2 separate regions of the Macaca fascicularis genome follow, and region 2 is linked to region 1. A link is a contact called in public Hi-C data. All regions are on one chromosome and are shown on one strand. The core of a region is the stretch at or near the end of the contact, and the rest is flanking DNA. Distances in the headings are between cores, read along the strand shown. Region 1 holds the start of LOC102125303 (supervillin). Region 2 has its middle 270 kb from the start of JCAD.

Region 1 (5,487 bases), core at 2,227-4,726:
CCCGCCTTGGCCTCAGTAGCTAAGGCTACAGGTGTGAGCCATCATATCTGGGTTCAATACTTTTCCTTACTATGTAGGATGTACTTTAGTGTTTTTACTTCTAATTCTGTTTTATCAAAAAGTAATAATAATAAAGCTGGTCTTTATCCACAAAATTGATTCCAGGACCCACAGTTTGAAAAGCTCTGTGTAAGGAACCCAGAATATTTAGAAGGCACAGAAGCTAATTAGGGATTCTAAAAGATGAAACTTTATTTTCATCAGGAGGTGACTTAGGGAGAATGTTCACAAAGTATTATCAAGAAAGCGAAGATTATCCCAAATAAGGTATTTGCAACAAATGCTATGCTTGAACAAATCCTCTGACTTTCTAAGAATTCATTCATTCATTAAAGCAAACACATACATACATATAATTTTTTTGGAGCATCAAGTTTAACCTAGACTTCAAACTTGCAAAAATGGATAAGGCCTTTGTCCTCCAGCAGCTCACAGGTTAATGAAGGACACAGAAAACTGACCCGGTGATTACAGTCCAACGTTTGAAGGGCTATGACTGCAACTTAATTGGGTGCTGTGGGAGCAGAAAGGGGGTCCTTAGTTCAGAAAGAAGCAAGCAGGCTTCCTGAAGTTGGTGACTCCTGGAGGAGGCTGGAAAGGAGGTGACACCTTCTCTCTAGACCAAGTAAGTGTGTTCAGAGAGCATGGAACCTCTTGAATATGCAGGGCATTGGCACAAGTGGTCCCTATGGTTGGTATGAAGGGTGCAGATGAAGTCATAGCCAGAGATGGGCCAAGGAGTTTGCGTATTTCTCCTGGAACATCCAGGGAATCCATTGAGAGGGTTTAAGAAGGCCCACAGGGTCATCAGGTTTCTGGTTTTGAAAGATCACTGAAGATACGGTGTGGGGGATGCTGGCTGAGAAGCCAGGCTGGAGCAGGGGTCAGGAGGCTGGCATCAAAAGCCAGAGGGGAAATAGTAGAAGGGCCTGGACTGAGGCAATAGTGGCAGGAGTGGGGAATAAGGAAGCCTCTGGGAGGCATCAAGGATGTCGTAGCAAATGGATTGAAGCTGGTGAGGTGTAAAGGGTGAGGCAGAGGGTCTTGTCTCAGATGATGCCAGGGTTTCTAGCAGGCACGACTGTGGTGGAGCTGGTGCCATCCACTCAGATGGGTAATACAGGGAAAACAAAGTTTGGGGAAGAGTTCAATTATGGCTGCACATTAATGTGCTTGGAGTGTCTATGGTAATCCAGCAGCCACTGGATCTGCAGCTTGGAGAGGGGCCTGGCTTGGTGTTAAGAAGTCAAGGGTGCAGTTGGGCACAGTGGCTCATGCCTGTAATCCCAGCACTTTGGGAGGCCAAGGCGGGCGGATCACTTGAGGCCAGGAGTTCAAGACCAGCCTGGCCAACATGGTGAAATCCTGTCTCGGAAAAAAAAAAAAAAAAAAAGAATAAATCAAGGGTTGGACCAATCTACAAAGAAAAGTTACAAAGTAGGATCAGTAAGTGCACTTAATTTGGGGCAATGACCAATTTGTGGAAGATGACTTTTTTCAGATGTCTCTAGATAGTGTGGGGTCAGCACCAAAGCCCTCATCCTCACATCCTTCCTGTCTACCCCAGCTGTAAATGTGTCAGAGCTCCCGGAGACGGCAGGAGGAATGAGGCGCCTTAGACGTATTTGTATTTATTCACTTCAGTCTCTAATTACAGAGCCCATGGGGGATGACAATGACATGGGGAGCAGGCAGAGAGCGGAGTTTGGGGCAAGGGTGACTCTGGATTAAATCGCTAACAAAGGCTTAGAGGCCAGTTCTGAAATGTTTGCTGGTAAAGGATTTCAAATTCCTGATAGATCCCCTATATTCTTTTCCACACTGGAGTGTCTCTGCTGCTGCTATGACCATAAACCGAGTTGAGAGGGCTGTTTCCTTACTGCATTTTCAATCCTTCCAGCTTCCCTTCATAGCACTTGACCATGTGTGAGTCCACAGGTCAGCTTGTCGTGGAAAGGATGAGATGGAGTAGGGGATAGGGTAGGCTGAAGTCCAATTTCTATTCTAGCATCTTAGGAGCAATGGAGCTCACAGTTATGGACTGAATTGTGCACCCTTCCCGCCCCCCCATCCCAATTCATATGTTGATGTCCTAACCCTCAATATTTAAAAATGTGATGTAGGCCGGGCACTGTGGCTCATGCCTGTAATCCCAGCACTCTGGGAGGCTGAGGCAGGCAGATCACGAGGTCAGGAGATGGAGACTATCCTGGCCAACATGGTGAAACCTCGTCTCTACTAAAACTACAAAAATTAGCTGGGCATGGTGGTGCCTGCCTGTAATCCCAGCTAGTCGGGAGGCTGAGGCAGGGAGTCGGAGGTTGCAGTGAGCCAAGATTGGGCCACTGCACTCCAGGCTGGTGACAGAACAAAACTCCGTCTCAAAATAAATAGATAAATCAATAAAATAAAGTTATGTAATTGGAGACAGGGTCTTTAAAGGGGTGATTAAGTTACAATGAAGTTATATACCGTCTTTAGGAGAAAAGATTAAGACGCAGACACAGAGGGAAGGCCTTGCAAAGACACCACAAAAAGCCATTTACAAGCCTAGGAGACTGGCCTCAGAAGAAACCAACCCTGCCCACATCTTGATCCCCAGAACAGTCTTCCAGACTCCAGGACTGCGAGAAAATCAGTTTCTGTTGCTTAGGCCACCCAATCTGTGGTCTTTTAGAGCAAACAAGAACACTCGCTTTTCTTTTTTGTCTGATGGTGCATATTCAGGAGGAAACATAGTCACAACACAACTACCTACTGAAACAGACAAGTAACACACTTAACAGGTTAAAATGTATTTACTTATCTACTGTTCTGCCGTTTATCAAGTATTTTCACAAGCCCTAACTCTCAATCTTCGCAGCTGCCTCAGCATCACCTGGGAATCTGTTTGAAGTGCAAATTCTCAGGCCCCACAGAAGTCTTACAGAATCAGACACTGGAAGGGGCACGAAGCGCGGCAGTCATGGTGTTTTCACAAACGTTTTGGAGGACTCTGGTGTAGCTAAAGTGCGAGAACCACCGAGGCTGGGTTCCGTCCCGGTGGAGGAGATTGGGGGATGCCGTGACTTTTTCACAGGTGCGCGTGGCCAGCAAGGACGATCGCCTTTGCAACTGGCCCACAGCGTTGGCACGGGTCGCCAGATTTTATTTATCCTTGGAAGGTCTGGAGACTTAGAGGGGCGTCTCAGGGCTCCAGGGTAAGTAGCTGCCTCCGGGCAGCAGAGCCGGTGAGAGACAGGGAGCCCCGAGCCGCCGGGCGCGTGCGCGTGGGCGCGTCCCTGGGCCGGGCGCGCGCCGAGGGGGTGGGTGGCGCCGGCCCTGCCGGCCTGGCGCGCGGTCCGAGCCACTCAGAGCGCCCGGCGGCCAACACCCGGGGGCCCTACAATTAATACCGGGCGCCTGCCCGCTGGCCGGGACTCGCGCGCCGGCTCTCGGGGACGTAGGCGCCCGGTCTGCCCTGACGAGCTCGCCACTGGCTCTGCTCCGGCGGCGACGGCGACAGTGGCCCGGGCCGACTCTCGTGGGGCCCCCACCTCCTTGAGAGCGAGCTTGGGCAGGGGACGGTGCCGCACCACCGAGGTCCCGCGCAAGGGTGCGCCCCCGGCCCGGGCCCGGCAGGTGTGCGAGCCCGGTCGGGGCTCGGCAGGAGCGCGCGGAGAAGGTGAGTCGGGGGGGAAAAAGTGGGGACGCAAGTGTGGACGCGCTAGTGTGGGCGCACCCCCGGGAAGGTCTCGGAAATGTCCTCTCTCCCCTCTTCCTGGTCCTCCTCCAGAGTTTCGCTCAGGTCCTCAGGGGACAGCCTGAGAGGCCAACTTGCTGGAAGAGTTCACTTGGAGCGAGTGGACAGAGAGAGTTGGACAGCCACACCCCCGGCCGGGAGAGCGACAGGGCGGCCCTGGCCTCCAGCCCCACTGGGATCCTAAAGCCCCGCATCCCCGGGGCTGCAGCTGGGGCTCACCCAAGCCTCTTCCCAGCCCTGGGACCCCGGGGGCGTGACTGCCACTACCCTGAGAGCTACTGAGACACAGGACACAAACTTAGTTTCCAAACAAAGTAAAATCTGCCTTTCTGGTGTTTTAAGACAGGACGTGCTTATGCCGATTCATCGCGGTTTCCTTGGGCCACCTCCGAGGACGGGGCTGGACCCGCTGGCCGTGGAAGGGGTCGGCTTCGGGCGCGTGTTCGTATCCTGGGGCGTGGGGACAGCTCTCGTGTCTCCCTCGGGAGTCGGCCCAGCATGGTCCCCGCTCACTGGTCCCTGTTTTGGGAAAGGGTGCCCGTGTTGGGAGAGGTGGGGTGCCTGCGCTCGGCCCCCTTCCGTGTCCCCACCCTCTCCACCCCGTCCGAGGGTGCTCCCGCCTGGTGGCCCAGCAGAGGGCGCCAGCTCCCGGCCGCCGCGCGGGTCGCAAGGGGAGGGGACGCGCGAGCCTCCAGGTAAGGAACGAAGTGAATCATCCCGAACGGGGACCCGCTCCCCTCGCGGTGGGAACGAGGCGGGGCGTGGCCGCGGCACTGCTGAGAAGTCTGGGCCGCCGAGCCACTGTCGGCGGGAAGCGGCGATCCTGCCACCGGTAGGTGTGGAAGAGCCGGGAAGGTGAGGAAAGTCCCTCCGCCCGGTGGCCGAGGGGCGCGCGCAGCCAGCGCCGGCAGACGCCAGTACGCGCCGCTGCGTTCCGCTCTGGGGCCGCAGGCGCGGGTCAGTCTCGCTCTGGCTGCGGGCGGCCCTGTCGGGGACGGAAGCGGGAACGGGGGGAGCTTCCCGGGGGTGGAGGCCGGTGGGTCCCTGGGCCGCTGCGACGGGGCGCTGCGCTCGGCCCGCGGGGTCCCCGAGCCGTAACAAAGGCTCGGCGGGGCCGCGGCTCCCACCCACTTCCGTCCCCAGCGCGCGCCGCGGGGAGGAGCGGGCCGGGACAGGGTTTCTCTCCGCGGAGTTTCGGGAAGTTAGCGCGGCTGCCCGTTACGCGGAGAGCAGGGCGGGGAGGCGGGTGGCCCGGGGAGTGGCGCGCCAGTGATCAGAACTGCGACATCGCCCGGTTCCTTTCCCGACACCAGCCGCAAGTGGCCGGGGCTGCGGTGGCCCCCACGCCCCAGCCCGGGGTCCCAGGCCGGCGCCTCCGCAGGGCCCGCGCGGGTTTGAACCCGACGCGTGTTGCGCCAGGCCACTCCGCCTGCCCACGTTTCTGCGCGCGTGCGGGCTCCCCGAAGGGAGTGGTTTAGCATCCGTCCCCTGCACCCTGAGTGGAGCTCCAGAAGGCGGTAATTGCATTACAGTGAGTGAGCGGCGGGGAGGCTGCAGTCCAGGCCGCAATCTGGGTCAGGTGCGGGGTTAAGCGCTTCAGGCGTTGGCTTGAGAGATCTTGTGGAGTCTGACAGTTTATTGCAATGAGAAGTTCCTCACAAGGGGAGAGGCCAGCTGGGGAAATT
Region 2 (5,487 bases), core at 813-3,312, 110 kb before region 1:
AAATTCACCTCTAGGCCTGCCTCGCTCAATGGTATTTTTAAAAATGAGACTTGTTTACAAATAGCTACAGAGGCATTATGAGTTTTAAAGAAAAATAATGAAGGCTGTTAAACATGGTCTAGTTTTTCTATTGCTATCATACATGATAGATTTCCCTTTCTAACCTTAAATAGAAAATTATTCGATTCTAATTATTTTCATCCATCACATAATCGCAAAACTTCAGAGCTAGAAAGAACAGAGTTAGAAAGATACAGAGCTCATCTATCCACAGATATCTGGGTTTTCAGGACGAGAAAACAGGCCTGCAAAGGCTGCGTGACCCAGGCAAACTCTACAGACAGAGACCATCTCTTGTTCTTAAAACAGCAGTGACAATCACTCCAGCCTGCATCTGTTGAGAGTTTATTCTGCCCAAGACAGGTAGAAGCACAAGGCACGCTCTCTGTTCCCAGAGAATTTTGCTCTAGTTGGGAAATTTATATATAATTAATAATGAGGTAGCATCTGATAATAATAAATAATGATAGTATTATTCATATCATAAATAATAATGATAGTATCCGATAAAGTGAGATTGCTGTCAGAGGCAAGAAGTGTGATCTCAACACATGTAACATTTTTAACGCTCAATATGAGAAGTTTAGCAACTTCGATCAGATGTGGGGTTCCTATCACTTTGCCAATCAGCCTCTCCTGAACCAAAGGGGTTGTTAATTCTGCTAAGACGCCCTTAGGGGCTGGGATTATATGGCTGAAAGAAACTACCAAAGACTCCGTTTTTATCCAAATTTTATTGGTTTTGGCTAGAAGCACCATAAAACTCTCTGCAATAGACAGGTACAGTGTATTCCATAAAGTACAAATCTGTGTGGGTGGGTGTGGATGTGGGTGTGTTTGTATGTTTCAATGGAAAAGAATACAATGTTTCTGGGAATATAAATACAAAATAGCTGAGTTAATCCTAAACCTAATATACTATGTTTCAAATTAACTTGCTTCCTCTGAAATAATATTTGGATCAAGTTTTTGAAGAAATCTTCACAAATACAGAAACTCCAGATGGTAAGTCTAGGTCAATATTCAAGTGCAAATGACTTCTTGCTTCTAGTTGTGGTCTTAAGTGAGAAGGAATCTTGTCCAAATGACTTCCAGGAGATGTGCTTCCCTCACCCCCCATGTTTTTGTTCCTGCAGCCCCTAAAGTACGGTTAATCCCTAGGAGACCCTAAAGTACGGTTTTTAAAACCTAGCTAATGAGTACAGCAAGTAAATACAAGTTCCAGAGCTAAAAGGGTCCAGTAGTACCCACCTGTACTCATAACCATGGCCAAGATGTGGGACAATATTTTGCAAAAGCTTATTTAAAATTAGGAAAGGAACCAAGCATGGTGGCTCTTACCTGTAATCCAACACTTTGGGAGGCTAAGGCAGGATTGCTTGAGGCTAGGAGTTCAAGACCAGAATGGGCAACCAATCAAGACCACATCTCAAAAAAAAAAAAAAAAAAAAAAAAAAAAAAAAAAAAAGAATTAATCAGCTAGATGTGGTGGTGCATACCTGTAGTCCCAGCTACTCAGGAGACTGAGGTGGGAGGATTCCTTGAGCCTAGGAGCTCAAGGCTGCAGCTCTATCTAATAGAACTTTTTGTAAGGGTGGAAATGCCCTATATCTGGGCTGCCCAATGCATTAGCCACTCACCCTATTGGCTATGGAGCACTTGAAAAGTGGCTGATGAGACTGGGAACTGAATTTTTAATTTGCAATAGTTTTGATTTCTCATATGGCTACTGGCTCCATTCTAGAGCATTTCGCTTCTGCAAGTAAAAATACAAGTACAGAATCTGCAATTAAATGGATGTCTATTCTTTTGGTGGAAACATCTAAGGAAGCAGACCATCCCCTCCTCTTACTCTTATCCCTCTTCCACCAAAAGGAAAGCTCAGACAAGAATGCTTTTGTATAAACTTCCTGTTCCTGCTGTAACAAATTACCATAGACTCAGTGGCCTAAAACAACACACACATATTATCTGACGGTTCCGGAGCTCCGAAGTCAAGAATAGGTCAGCCAGGCTGCGTTGTTTCTGGTGGTTCTCGGGGTGAATCTGTGGTCTTGACTTTTCCAGCTACTAGGGCTTGGCTGTATTCCTTGGCTCATGGCCCCTTCCTCCATCTTCCAAACCAGCAATGTAGCATCTTCAAATTCCTATCCAACTCTGCACCATCATCACCTCTCCTTCTCTGACTCTGACCTCCTGTCTCTCTTTTATAAAAATCCTTTCTGATTAACTGGAGCCCTACTGGATAATCCAGGTTAATATCCCACCTCAAGACACTTAATCACATCTGCAAAGTCCCTTTTGTCATGTAGGGTGACATAGTCAAAGGTTTCTGGGATTAGCACATGGACATTGTGGGGGTGTGGGGGATCATTCTGCCTACTGCACCTTTGCTATGGATTAACTTGAAGTAAGGCCATTATCTCTCAGTGGATTCATGAAAACTCAGCTTCTAGATTCTAGAAGGTAGCCCTGGCTGGTAAGGCTGCACTACAAGTAAGTTGAGGTTTTCTCAGTGTTGTTCTGTCCAACCTGGTGGTTCCCCGACTTTAGCCAGCACCAAAATCACCCAGAGGACTTTTGAAAACAGATTGATGGACCCAACCCCACAGTGTCTGATTCGGTAGGTATGGAGTGTGGCCCAAGAAAATGCATTTCTTGGCCAGGTGTGTTATTTTTAAAATACGTCCACAAACTTTTTGACATTCCTCCCTTTAAAAGGTGGAGGCTTCTTTTCCTCCCTTTAAGTGTGATCTACATTAAATGACTTGTTTCTAACCATGTTCGATGTTAAGAGATGGCCATGTGATTTCAAGACAAGGCTTTAAAAAGCACAGCAGTTTCCACACCCTCTCTCTTGGATCACACCCTCTGGGAAAGGCCGACCCTCGTGTCTGGAGGACACGTGAGCAACCTAGGGAGGAAATGAGGCATCTCACCAACACCTGGCACAAATTTGCCAGCCGCCTGTGTGTGCCACCTTGGAAATGGATTTCATAAAGCATTCAGATGAGACCGCAGCTCTGGATAACATCTTGTCTATAATCTCATGGGACTCCAACCCGTTAAGCTAAATTCCTGACCCACAGAAACTGTGAGAAATAATAAATGTTCACTGGTGTTTAACACCACTGCGTTTTAGGATACATGCGATGCAGCAATAGATAACAATATGCCAGGTGACACTGATGCCACCGGCCTAAGGATTACATTTTGAGAACCACTGGTCTAGCCTTTATACTGTATAAGGCAAGGGACGTTTCCCTCCTGCCTGCACTATATACACCAGGAAGCCAGAGGTGGGAAAATGTTCTCATGTTGAAATGTACTGCATATTTATTTTCTTTTTTTCTGCAGACATATTCAGTTACCACCAGTTGCTCTTTTGTGGAAGTGTTTTTACTGGGAAGAATAACAACAATATGTCAAATGATAGCTGGGCTCCAGAAGCCCATTTCTGTCTACTCAGTCATAAAATATCTTCTGTATATGGATGAAAAACCAGACAGGTTTAGCGAGAAGAGGAAATGATTAGAAGACTAGACCATCATTCTCTCTCACACTCTCTTAAATCTGAAGGTGAACGAGATGAAGAAAGAAAACAAAACCCTGGACAAAAGAGGGAAAGATAGCCCTAGGATCCAGGAGAGCAAAGGGGTGTCCAACTGTTAAATAATGAGAAACTGAAGCTTCCTTCATTGTGTCAGAGAGGCCAATTCCTGAGCCAGCTGTACAGGAAGTGGGGAGTTTACATTATCTGGGATGTCAGTGAGAACCGAGGGGACGTGCTTCCTGTCTGGTTCTCCCCAAAGATTAGCAGACTCTCCAGCAAAGATGCCTTTCCAGGGGTTTCATTTTTTTGTTTTCTTTTCCAGTTGGTAGATGTGGGCCAAGAAGGGAAAGGCAGCTCCAAGAGCGAGGGAGAAATAGCCGTGAGTACAGAGTGCCACAGAGAGAAGCCTGAGCTAGAGTGTGGTGGGACCGCAAGCCAGGGAGGAGCAAGAGCTGTGCCTGTAGGATAGTCTGTCTCCAATTTGAGCAGTGCCAAGAAAAGCTGGCCAAGCAGATCCAGATCCGGATTGGTAGACCCCATTCCAATGCATGGGGTTTCTCTGGCTTTTCCATTTGTTTTATAGAAGCTTAAAATATGACATATGATTCCATTTATAGGAAATTCTTGAAAAGGCAAAACTAATCTGGAGTGACAGAGAACAGAGAAGTGATTGCCTGGGGCCAATATGGGTGGGGGAGGTGATTGCAGAAGGACATGTGAACGTTCTGCTTTATTTATTTATTTATTTTTTGAGACAGAGTTTTGCTCTTGTTGCCCAGGCCAGAGTGTAATGGCACCGTCTCGGCTCACTGCAACCTCCACCTCCCAGGTTCAAACACTTCTCTTGCCTCAGCCTCCCAAGCTCCCAAGTAGCCAGGATTACAGGCGCCTGCCACCACACCTGCCTTTTTTTTTTTTTTTTTTTGAGATGGAGTTTCACTCTTATTGCCCAGACTGGAGTGCAATGACTCGATCTCAGCTCACTGCAACCTCCGCCTCCTGGGTTCAAGTGATTCTCTTGCCTCAGCCTCCAGAGTAGCTGGGATTACAGGCATTCACCACCATACCCGGGTAAATGTTTTTGTTTTTGTTTTTGTTTAGTAGAGACAGTGTCAGACTGGTCTCAAACTCCTGACCTCAAGTGATCTGCCTGTTTCTGCCTCCCAAAGTGCTGGGATTACAGGTGTGAGCCACCGCGCCCGGCCGTGTTCTGCATTTTGATTGTGGTAGTTGTTACACGAGTGGAGATGTTTGTCAAGATTCATTGAACTGTACACTTATAATGGGTACATGTTATCGTATATGAATTATATCTCAATGCAGTTGATCTTCAAAAAACATACATGACATATGAGGAGCCCCTCGATGGGGTTGTCAATGACTGGTATGCAAAAAAAAAAAAAAAAAAAAAAAAAAAAACAAGAGTTATTTGGTAGAATAAGGATCCGACTTATTCATTGCAGCCCAAGAAGTGGAACTAGAACAAACGCACATACACTATAGAAAGTGGATTTCTACTCAATGGATTTTTTATGAATGGTCTTGCTCTGTCTGCCCTGCCGTGAATTTGTTGCGAGCCAGTGATCTGAAGGTTTTTTGCTTTTGTTTTTGTTTTTCTGCTGTCCTGGAAACTTTGCAAAGGTGTAACCTTCAGCCTGATAGCAGCAGGAACTCTGCTTCCATGTAAGCTCATTGGTGAATTATAATATCTCAAACAATTCAGAGAGAAAAGTGATTTTATTCCGAGTGTCCTTTACCAATGAGGAGACTAAGGTTAAACAGTTGATAGTTTTGACTCTTCTTGAAAAGTAGATGGGGTGTATCAGGTACCAATTAGGATGCTTAAGGTTGGAAATAATAGAAATTCTAACTCA

The links. A called contact is a pair of places that touch in the nucleus more often than the background predicts.
Region 2: a contact with region 1 is called in a Hi-C map of liver, with 2.3 times the contacts expected there. The contact joins the enhancer-like site here to the promoter of LOC102125303 in region 1. A contact is called at or near these places in 2 of 2 Hi-C or Micro-C datasets (liver and skeletal muscle).

The regions. Positions count from the first base shown.
Region 1 is chr9:30,447,996-30,453,482 of T2T-MFA8v1.1, reverse strand. LOC102125303 (supervillin) reads left to right here and starts at 3,476. Exons shown (of 40, transcript XM_074001307.1): 1 at 3,476-3,724.
Region 2 is chr9:30,561,101-30,566,587 of T2T-MFA8v1.1, reverse strand. No RefSeq gene overlaps it. Among named protein-coding and RNA genes, the nearest start is that of JCAD, 270 kb to the left of the region's middle. Within about 2 kb of position 2,062, at least 1 of the 6 cell types and tissues checked has an H3K27ac peak or open chromatin away from gene starts, as enhancers often do.